Regions from separate parts of the Sus scrofa genome. Here all the other regions are linked to region 1. A link is a contact called in public Hi-C and promoter capture Hi-C data. All regions are on one chromosome and are shown on one strand. The core of a region is the stretch at or near the end of the contact, and the rest is flanking DNA. Distances in the headings are between cores, read along the strand shown. Region 1 holds the start of ATG4C (autophagy related 4C cysteine peptidase). Region 2 overlaps DOCK7 (dedicator of cytokinesis protein 7). Region 3 holds the start of ANGPTL3 (angiopoietin like 3).

Region 1 (3,371 bases), core at 505-3,004:
GTATTATTTGTCCTAAGAAATCACAACGAGTTCTGTATTTTAAAATGTGGAACCACTGGCTATTTCATCAAGCAGATTTACTTTGTGAGCTCACTTTAAGAAATGTTACATTTGGAGTTCCCGTCGTGGCGCAGTGGTCAACGAATCCGACTAGGAACCCATGAGGTTGCGGGTTCGGTCCCTGCCCTTGCTCAGTGGGTTAACGATCCGGCGTTGCCGTGAGCTGTGGTGTAGGTTGCAGACGCGGCTCGGATCCCTCGTTACTGTGGCTCTGGCGTAGGCTGGAGGCTACAGCTCCGATTGGACCCCTAGCCTGGGAACTTCCATATGCCGCGGGAGCGGCTCTAGAAATGGCAAAAGACAAAAAAAAAAAAAAAAAAAAAAAAAAAAGAAAAGAAATGTTACATTTGCTACAGCTTTGTGTAATTGGTTATTTGGTTGCCCTATCATATAACAAAAATAAATAGTTGTGGTTACCTGTTTTTGTCAGACTAATAATAGAAATTATTAATAGAAAATAATATTCAAACCATTAAACACATAAAAAATTCAGAACCTTTTCAAATCTAGTTTTTTTTTTTTTTTTTTTTTTTTTTTTTTTTTTTTGTCTTTTTGCATTTTCTAGGGCCACTCCCGCGGCCTATGGAGATTCCCAGGCTAGGGGTCCAATCAGAGCTGTAGCCGCCAGCCTACGCCAGAGCTACAGCTATGCAGGATCTGAGCCGCATCTATGACCTACACTACATACAGCTCACGGCAACGCCGGCTCCCTAACCCACTGAGCAAGGCCAAGGACCGAACCCACAACCTCATCTTCCTAGTCGGATTCGTTAACCACTGAGCCAGGACAGGAACTCCTCAAATCTAATTTTGAACTTTTCAACTTTGCATTCTGAAAGATTTTCTTTCCCACATGGTTCCATAGTCCAGTAGTGCAGAATGTTAATTTTTTGCTTCCAGTTTTTATTATAATTTCCTATGCAATTCAGAAGCATGTCTAGCAGCCTTGTTCCAGTACAATCCGGTGGTACTGCAAAGACAAAACAGGATCAAACTTTGCAATAATTTGTATTTCTCTCAAAACCGCTTATGAGGAAGGATGGAAATTTCCATTTCGTAAGAAGCCTTTGCAGACTGTCCTGGGTTTCAATTCTAGAAAATAATCTGAATGTGGAAAATAAGTATACATATTCCTTAATGTTTTACAAGAATTTACCTACAGTTCCAACTGTAGCTTGGTTTATGAGTAACTTCACAAAAGGATAAGACGGAATACCGTTTTTTTTTTTTTTTTAATCAAAGTGGGGCTTGGTAGAAAAGAGTACATTAGTCCAACGGATTTAACAAATTCTCCGCAATCGCACTTTGAGTTTTCGGGTGTCAGGGGCGGAGTGAGGAATAAGAGGCGCAGGGCATGCTGGATCTTGTAGTCCCGCGCGGGAGGGGCGTGGTATTGCATGGCCTGCTGGGAGTTGAAGTCCAGTTCAATAGGAACTCATGGTGGGCATAACGCAGTTTGTCTATCACGGGCACCGCTTAGAGACGGATACTTTGGTTCTGTCCTTGCTATATTGGTGATTTATGGTCTGACGTAGTGAACGGGGCGAAAAAGGATGGACAAAGTAAACGAACCAGGGGCCTGGTGACGCCTGCTATTGCTGTCGCCAGTCTGTAAGCTTGAGTGCCCCGGAAGTGGCTGTCCTGCTGGGTTTGAAGGAGGGGGTGGGGCGTTCCTCTTACTACGGTGGCCGGGAAGCTCGAGGTGCCTGTGGCTGCGGCGCAGAGGTTGGAGTGTCTGCGTTTTTGCTGGCAGCTCTTCTGGCGGCTGCTGCTAGAGCTGGAACATTTCCCGGGTTGGTGGCTCCTACACATTGTTTACACTTCTCCAGTTCTGTTTTCGGTGAGGGGTCGACTTGAGGCTAGCGGAGTCAGGAGAAGGTTGGGGCTTAGTGTCTCTGGTCCCCGAATGACCAGGTTTCTTGGGGGGCCTTGCACTCACTGGAGACCCTGTGGCAGACCGTGTAGGCTTTCAGAATTTGGCGCCTCCCTCATCTGCTCCTGTCTAGTGTCATTTGTTTTCTGACTCCTCACTCTTCCTGAGATCCAGAACTGACAAACCTTAAGCCTTCCTGTGGGCAGCTGTTGCCCTCTCTTTGGAAGCTTTTCTTTCTTGTTTCAGGCACGATCTCTTGTCTCCTAAGCTCATCCATTTAACTTCTTCCCTATTTCTCTCCATCTAAAAGAAAAGAAAGAAAACAAATTAGACGCTCAAGATCTCAGTGTTCTCATTCCTAACTCCTTTATCCCTTTTTTGGCCCTTCTTACTAATTCATACTCTGATAACACTTGCCTGAATATCTAAATGCTTTTCCATCCAGACCTTAACGTTCAGTCACTTTATTTGGTTTTTAGCCTGAGCGCTTCCACCTCTATCTACATGTAAGGGCTTTTTAGGTTGGAGGTTCATCTGCGTTCTTAGGATAACTGATGAATGGGAGAGTGATCGCCAATGATTAGCTAAGCGTGACTCTACTTACTGAGTTTATATTTCTTAAGATTTCTTTGGCTTACATTTTCGTTTTGTATTGATTATTTTCTCGCAGGGGGTTCGCTGCTACCCTGCGTTAGTGGAGAATACCTCCTCCTACAGCTCTTCGTATCTTAACTGAGATTTTTTTTTTCTTTTTTCCTACTTCAGGCATATGTCCCCAGTGGAGGTTTGTGCAATGATTTTTGTATCAGTTAATAGATAGACACAAGGGAATGCCTTTCCTCCCTTGTTTATGATTTGTAATTAGTGAGTCATTGAAATTACCCAAAGGGATTGAAAAAGCTTTGGAAGGTAAAGTCTATGTATATACCAATTTGCAAAATAATAAAGTGTCTTCCCTGAACGAGGAAGAGTTTCTAATTAGTCCAGTAATCTGATGCTATATTGAATTAATTATCAATTCTTTCACTGTAAAATTTTGGGAACTGTTTAATGTTAAAAAATAACCAATAGAAGGAATTTTATAGTTTAGTAAAAATAGTTTAAAAAACCACTTAACTGATGTTCTTTTTTTCTGTAAAATAGAATACAGGTATATCAAAAAGTTTATTTTTTGTGACTATTGATGAGCTATTTCTATATATTTGATAGATCTGGTAAAACAGCATGGTACACTATTCAGTAATGTGTAGACAGACATTTTTGTACTTCCTGCCTTTCTGGGGACCATGTAACTTAAATAACTTTGAAGCTTTCTTCTATTCTAAGTGTTGCACTGTAGAAATTCTAATAGTAAAATTATTCTTTAGAAGTCAAATATAATCCCTATGTGTCAGTATAATACAAATATTAATACTCATACCCGTCTAATTGGGGTTAT
Region 2 (3,371 bases), core at 450-2,949, 230 kb before region 1:
GTAGCTCAGTGGTTATGAACCTGACTAGTATCCATGAGGATGTGGGTTCCACCCCTGGACTCCCTCAGTGGATAAAGAATCTGATGTTGCCGTGAGCTGTGATGTAGTCACAGATGTGGCTTGAATCCCAAATTGCTGTGGCTGTGGTGTAGGCCAGCAGCTGCATCTCCGATTCAACCCCTAGTCTGGGAACTTCCATAAGCTGCATGTGTAGCCCTAAAAAGCAGAACGAAATAAAACAAAAAAAAACAAAAAAAAAAAAACCAAAACCAAAAAGAAACAAACTAAAAATCCCAGGGAGATTTTGTGAAGAACAATGATGAAAAAAAAATGATTTAAACAAAAAGAATCAGAAAAATATCCCCTCCCCACAAAAAAAAAGCCTTCCTTAAAACGTAGTAAGATAAGCAAAGAGAACACACAACATGAGTGCCGAAATACAACAATACATTAATCATAGTATCTGGGAGCTTTGTGATTTCTAACATATATAACGCATGTGGAAAAATAAAAGACATGGAAAAGGACAAAGAGGACTGAAAAGCAGACACTTAAAACTTAAGAATTCTGGAGTTCCCATTGTGGCACAGCAGAAATGAATCCGACTGGGAACCATGAGGTTGCAGGTTCGATCCCTGGCCTCGCTCAGTGGGTTAAGGATCTGGAGTTGCCATGAGTTGTGGTGCAGGTTGCAGACTCGGCTTGGATCTTGCATTGCTGTGGCTGTGGCATTGGCCAGCAGCTGTAGTTCTGATTTGACCCCTAGCCTGGGAACCTCCATATGCCACAGGTGCTATCCTAAAAAACAACAAAAACAAAAACAAAACAAAAAAGAATTTCAACATAGTTATAGTATATTCAGTATTTGCTCTGGTCTGAAGATGTGTCCCTCTTCCAATGTTGAAAATCTAGTGCCCAAAGTAATGGTATCAGAAGGCGAGGCCTTTGGAAGGTAGTGAGGTAATCAGGGCGGAGTCCTCATGAATGGGATTAGAGCCTCTTATAAAAGAGGTCCACGGGAGTTTGCTTGCCCTTTCACTATAAAAGGACACAGTAAGAAGTCTGTAACCTAGAAGAAGGCCTTCACCAGACAACAAATCTGCCGCAATCTTGAACGTCCCAGCCTCCACAACGGTGAGAAATGAATTTCTGTTTTTAAACGTGGCCCAGTATGTGCTATTGTGTCAAAGCAGCCTAAAAAGACTAAGCAGTTTCTGAGAATTCCAAACTCATCTAATGGTACTGAGTCTGCTGCTTTCCCCTCTGCTGGCTCGCGCAGGGCCTTGCTTCCTGTGTTTCACAGTTTTACTGTCTGAGAGCTAATATTCTGTGAGAATCCTCTAAAGCCCAAGCTGAAGCTGATTTTCAGGGAGGGTGATCAATTATCCTGGATCACTTCAGGACAGGACTGAGGGGTTCCCTGGGATGGGACAGTCACTGCAAAAAGTAGGAGTACTAGGCAAACCCAAATAAATGGGTCATCATCTTCTCAAAGAATTTTTGGCCAATCAAGGTACCTGAGGGCTAACTCGAAATTGCAAATGCTCAGGCAAAGTTTAGCCCCTTGACACAATGCCAAGCTCCAAGCCAAGCAATTTTACCTGTGGTCACCTGGGCAGTGAGAAGGGTTTATTTCCAGGTCCCTTTATGCTGAAGATGCAGTCCTTTAGGATCCTGGACTCATAAAAGCGCCTTTTTAGTTGTTTTTGGCAGTGGGGTCAGTCAGTGGACCTAGTTTACCTCTGTGCTAGAAGTGGAACACTTGTACTGTTTGTCTTTCTTTATATTTTAAACTCTAAGAGGGTAAAGATTAGTTTTCTATTTTTTTTTTTTTTATCATTCTTGAGCTATTTGGTTCAGAGTGATACCCAAAGTATGTTTTAAAAATAGTTGCAAAGGAGTTCCCACTATGGTGCAGTGAGTTAAAAATCTGACTGCAGCAGCTTGGGCCGCTGTGGAAGTGAGGGTTTAATCCCCGGCCCAGTGCAGTGGGTTAATGATCTGGTGTTGCCATAGCTGAGGCACAGGTCAGCTATGGCTCGGATTGAATTCTTGGTCCTGGAACTTCCAAACACCATGGATGTGACCATTAAAAAAAAAAAAAAAAAAAAAAAAAAAAAGTTGCAGAATACATTTTCCAAGGAGGGCTATTGAGGGAAATGGAGTAACATTTAAAATGTGTAACTCTTTGCTTTACTATATACCATATGAAAATTCTTCTCCCAAATTCTTTTAAATCTAAAATTTAAAAATAAAATAAAACTATTTTGTCTTCTAAGATTTGAATGCCTAATAAAATAACACTAAAATAATACTAAAATCATTTTCCTCTTGCATTTGAAATCCAACAAGCCTATCAGTAAGATAAAATTTAAGAGTATATTACTTGTCAAGCTTCTCAGTGTTTTGACGCCAGTGAGTCATATCCTTTCTCCACCTCAGATTTTCTTGACTTCCAAAGGCACTTCCAGATGGGCTTCTCTCTGTCAAACAAATTTCAAAACCATTTTTAAAATGTCATTTAGAGTTCCCACAGTGGCTCAGTGAAAACGAATCTGACTAGTTAGTATCCATGGGGATGCAGGTTTGATCCCTGGCCTTGCTCGGTGGGTTAGGGATCCGGTGTTGCTGTGAGCTATGGTGTAGGTCACAGACACGGCTCAGATGCTGCATTGTGTGGCTGTGGCACTGGCCCGCAGTTCTGATTCGATCCCTAGCCTGGGAACCTCCATATGCCGTGCATGCGGCCCTAAAAGAGACAAAAAAAAAAAAGTTATTTCAGTTGGATCATATCCTATGTATATATTTGCAAACAAGAAATACAACACAATGTGATTAATTTCATACATTTTATTTCAGTACAAGTAGAAAAACCTAACAATGGTGCTTTTTCTTCAAAATTATCTATTACAGAAGAAATACATTTGCTACGTGTAACACAAAAACACACTTTAAAAATTTTTATTGAAATATAGCTGATTACAATGTGAATAAACACGCTTTTAAATAGGCAAATTTTCTAATACTGACTTTCCCAAAATCTTAACTATAGTTTATAAGACCCTGCATTTCCTTATCTCCTACCCTCTCCACTCTCGTTTACACTGCCGTTACTGCGTGTCTGTGTACAACTGTATATGCAGTCTCGCTACTTACGTTCCTGACTTAGGATGTGATGGTTGTTCCTTTCACCTGATTTTTTTTTCACAAATTTTTACTAGCCAATCATTCATCACCTCCACAGGAAGGCCTTCCTCAACTCCTCAACACTTCGTTTCCTCTTTTTTTTTAAAAAAAAAAATGATTTTTATTTTCTCCATCATAGCTGGTTTAGTGTTCATTTCCTCTTAATTTACTTTCTCTCTCTCCAT
Region 3 (3,371 bases), core at 283-2,782, 150 kb before region 1:
TGTATACTCCCTATTTGCATGACACTGTTCTGACTGCTCCAGACATAGTTATTTCTTTTAATTATCATTAAATACACAATAAAAAATACCCCAATTTACAGATGAGGAGACTGAGGTATGGAGAGGTTAAGTAACTTGTCTAAGGTAGGACAGCTAGATCTGGCTTTGAACCCAGACCATAGTCTGATTCCAAAGACCATACTCTTAACAATTTTACTGTATTAATTTACCAAGATAAGTCATTTAAAGGGATTGTTTTCTGAAAAAGTTTTTAATATAAACACTCAAAAAAAATAATCAGTGATTAGAATTGAATTAAATTCTTTAATTCAAAAAAAGAAAAATAATCAGTTATAATTTAACTGAAGTATTTAGCATTTTTCTTTTTTTTTTGGTCTTTGTGCTATTTCTTTGGGCCGCTCCCGCAGCATATGGAGGTTCCCAGGCTAGGGGTCCAATCGGAGCTGTAGCCACTGGCCTACGCCAGAGCTACAGCAACGCAGGATCCGAGCCGCGTCTGCAACCTACACCACAGCTCACGGCAACGCTGGATCGTAACCCACTGAGCAAGGGCAGGGACCAAACCCGCAACCTCATGGTTCCTAGTCGGATTCGTTAACCACTGCGCCACGACGGGAACTCCTAGTATTTTTCCTTTTAAACATAAGTTAGAAGCATAGTGGAACATTTACTTTTAAACATACCACTAATTTTTTTATTTTGTTAAATTTATATCACGAATATTGTTACCAAGCTCAAAAACTTCAGACAAATGTGTAATGTGCAAATAGTTTCTGTCCCTGGAAGTATTTAATTCTGGCTGACCTTAGAAAATTACATAATGTATTGGTCTTTCCAGTGGGCCCAGAGAAAAAAGGTTAGACCATTGAGACATAGAATATAATGGGAAAAAAGGATGAAATACCTTTTAATGTATAGTATTTTGTGACAATATACAAATACAGTTAAGATAGATCATTGAAGCAAAAAGATACACTCACAACTATAGTGACAAATAATAAGGAATATGTAATCATACGTTGGTTTATTATAAAGGGTACTATGGGAATGCAGCATTGAGAGCCACTAATACCACCTGCAGAAATGGAAGAAGGCTTCGCAGAGAAGGCATTTTTGGAGATGGAAAACTGTTTTCCAAAGAAACTAAAATACAATTTGGGAAACGTATACTTAATTCACTAATTTTTACTCAATTGAATGATGAATTTATCAGTCAAAAGAGTTTGGTATTTACTTGCAAATCTCTTTAAAAATGACAAAATCAGCTTTTAAAAAAATTAAAATACAATAATCATTTTAAATGACCTATTAAGTTAGTTGCTTATTTCTTTGACTTCAATTAGCATTGATCTAACTCAATGTGGAAGGTTACATTCATACAAGTTTACACAGCTTAATGATTAACTCTATTCACCTGCCAACCTTACTGTTTATGTAGCAAACAATGTTAACTAGAGAGTCTAGAAGTCTAGGTGTGCTTATAGGAAAAAAACAAATTCCAAATCATTTCAAAGTGGAGTAATTAGGATAAAAATGTACACTATTAAGCTCTTTCTTCTTATTGTTCCTCTAGTTATTTCTTCCAGAATTGACCAAGACTCTTCATCACTTGACTCTGTGTCTCCAGAGCCAAAATCAAGATTTGCTATGTTGGATGATGTAAAAATTTTAGCCAATGGCCTACTTCAGTTAGGACATGGTCTTAAAGACTTTGTTCATAAGACTAAGGGCCAAATTAATGATATATTTCAAAAACTCAACATATTTGACCAGTCTTTTTATGACTTATCACTGCAAACCAATGAAATCAAAGAAGAAGAAAAGAACTTAGAAGAACTACATTCAAACTGCAAGTCAAAAATGAAGAAGTAAAGAACATGTCACTTGACCTCAACTCAAAAGTTGAAAGTCTCCTTGAAGAAAAAATTCTACTTCAACACAAAGTAAGATATCTGGAAGATCAATTAACCAATTTAATTAAAAATCAACCTGAAATTCAGGAACACCCGGATATAACTTCACTTAAAGTAAGTAGAAACCAAAGAGCATTTGTGATTGTTTTCAATGTGAATATTTTTAAAAATATTTTAAGATAGGCTATTTGAAATATGTTACTGAACTGTCGAAATACTGTATTTTTCTCATGAAAAAAAACCGCCAGGAAAAAAAAAAAATTCTCATTCTAATTTGAAGTTAGTTTTAATGTTCCCTAACATTACTTATGAAAATAACTAAACTTTGCATTTCAGATGAAAATTATTACAAATTAGAGTATTGCAAATTCCTGGATGCAAGTAAAAGGCTAAAGGAATTTAACTTATAACTATTCTCCCATGTTTAAAACATAGAAAAGCAAAAATATAAAAATAAAAAAATATATTAATTTCTTTTTTCATTTAATTGAAGTTCAGGAAATCAGATTTTGGAGATGGTACATTTTAAATACAATACAAAAGCAAAAGTATGTACTATGTGAAAGCAGCATACAAGGGAAAATGTTTGCCAAAATTCATTTTTCTAATCCAGTATTAGCTCTAAAAAATTAGACTGCGATAGTGTTCTAAGGGGGAAAAAATGTCTAATTTAACAAAAGAAAGAAGCGTCTAACCAGCCTACAATCTATGTCTAGACTTTTGTGGAACAGCAAGACAACAGCATCAGAGACCTTCTTCAGACTGTGGAAGAACAATACAGACAATTAAACCAACAGCACAGTCAAATAAAAGAAATAGAAAACCAGGTAAGTCAGCATTTTATCATCTCCAATCTTTTACATAGATTTAGGTTCATGAACACTGTATGCTAACAGTATGTAAAATAACAGTTGGATAGTGAATAAAGGGACCACATCAGCATGACTGTTAAGTCTGTAGGCGCCGAAGCTAATGAACTGAGTTTGAATTTTAGCTCTAAAACTTTTGTGGGAACTTAAATAAATTACCTAACCCTTTCTCAAGTTTCCTCAAATCTTCCATGCAGATAATAACAGAACCCATCTTATAGGACTGTTTTGAGGAAAAAAAAGAATTAATTCATGCAGAGTATACCCTCAATTTAACAAAAAGTGATTCAATTAAAATTTAGATTAGATTATGTCTCTTTATTCAAAAAACCCCACAATGGCTTCCCACTCTCTCACAGCAGCCCCAAAGCCCGCATGACTCCTTAATTATCTCACTGATTCCATCTCCTCTGCTCTAGTCTAGTGGCCTTTTCACTGTTATTCAAACACATCAAACACACTGCTGTCTTGGGGTCTTTGCCCTTGTGGCTGGACTGGAATGCTCTTCTCACTGGTATCTGCATGGCCCACTCTTATTTCCTTTACGTCTTTCTCAAATACAGAAATC

Evidence for each region. Promoter capture Hi-C pulls out the DNA fragments that hold promoters and counts their contacts. A called contact is a pair of places that touch in the nucleus more often than the background predicts.
Region 2: a contact with region 1 is called in a Hi-C map of liver, with 2.0 times the contacts expected there. The contact joins the enhancer-like site here to the promoter of ATG4C in region 1. A contact is called at or near these places in 1 of 5 promoter capture datasets (liver), 22 of 47 Hi-C or Micro-C datasets (alveolar macrophages, brain, embryonic fibroblasts and 11 more) and 2 of 2 datasets of contacts at active chromatin or transcription factors (alveolar macrophages and skeletal muscle).
Region 3: a contact with region 1 is called in a promoter capture Hi-C map of liver, with 5 times the contacts expected there. The contact joins the promoter of ANGPTL3 here to the promoter of ATG4C in region 1. A contact is called at or near these places in 1 of 5 promoter capture datasets (liver), 2 of 47 Hi-C or Micro-C datasets (both in liver) and 1 of 2 datasets of contacts at active chromatin or transcription factors (alveolar macrophages).

Annotation. Positions count from the first base shown.
Region 1 is chr6:149,690,297-149,693,667 of Sscrofa11.1, reverse strand. ATG4C (autophagy related 4C cysteine peptidase) reads left to right here and starts at 1,754. Exons shown (of 11, transcript NM_001190284.1): 1 at 1,754-1,853.
Region 2 is chr6:149,923,274-149,926,644 of Sscrofa11.1, reverse strand. DOCK7 (dedicator of cytokinesis protein 7) reads right to left here. Exons shown (of 48, transcript XM_021096551.1): 33 at 2,387-2,483. Among named protein-coding and RNA genes, the nearest start is that of USP1, 61 kb to the left of the region's middle. Within about 2 kb of position 1,699, at least 3 of the 83 cell types and tissues checked have an H3K27ac peak or open chromatin away from gene starts, as enhancers often do. A contact at or near this core is called in fetal liver and liver, where this site is marked.
Region 3 is chr6:149,844,015-149,847,385 of Sscrofa11.1, reverse strand. It overlaps ANGPTL3 (angiopoietin like 3), which reads left to right and starts at 1,532. Exons shown (of 8, transcript NM_001003926.2): 1 at 1,532-1,843; 2 at 1,846-2,048; 3 at 2,651-2,761. The coding sequence starts at 1,555. All of the region lies in intron 14 of DOCK7 (dedicator of cytokinesis protein 7), which reads right to left.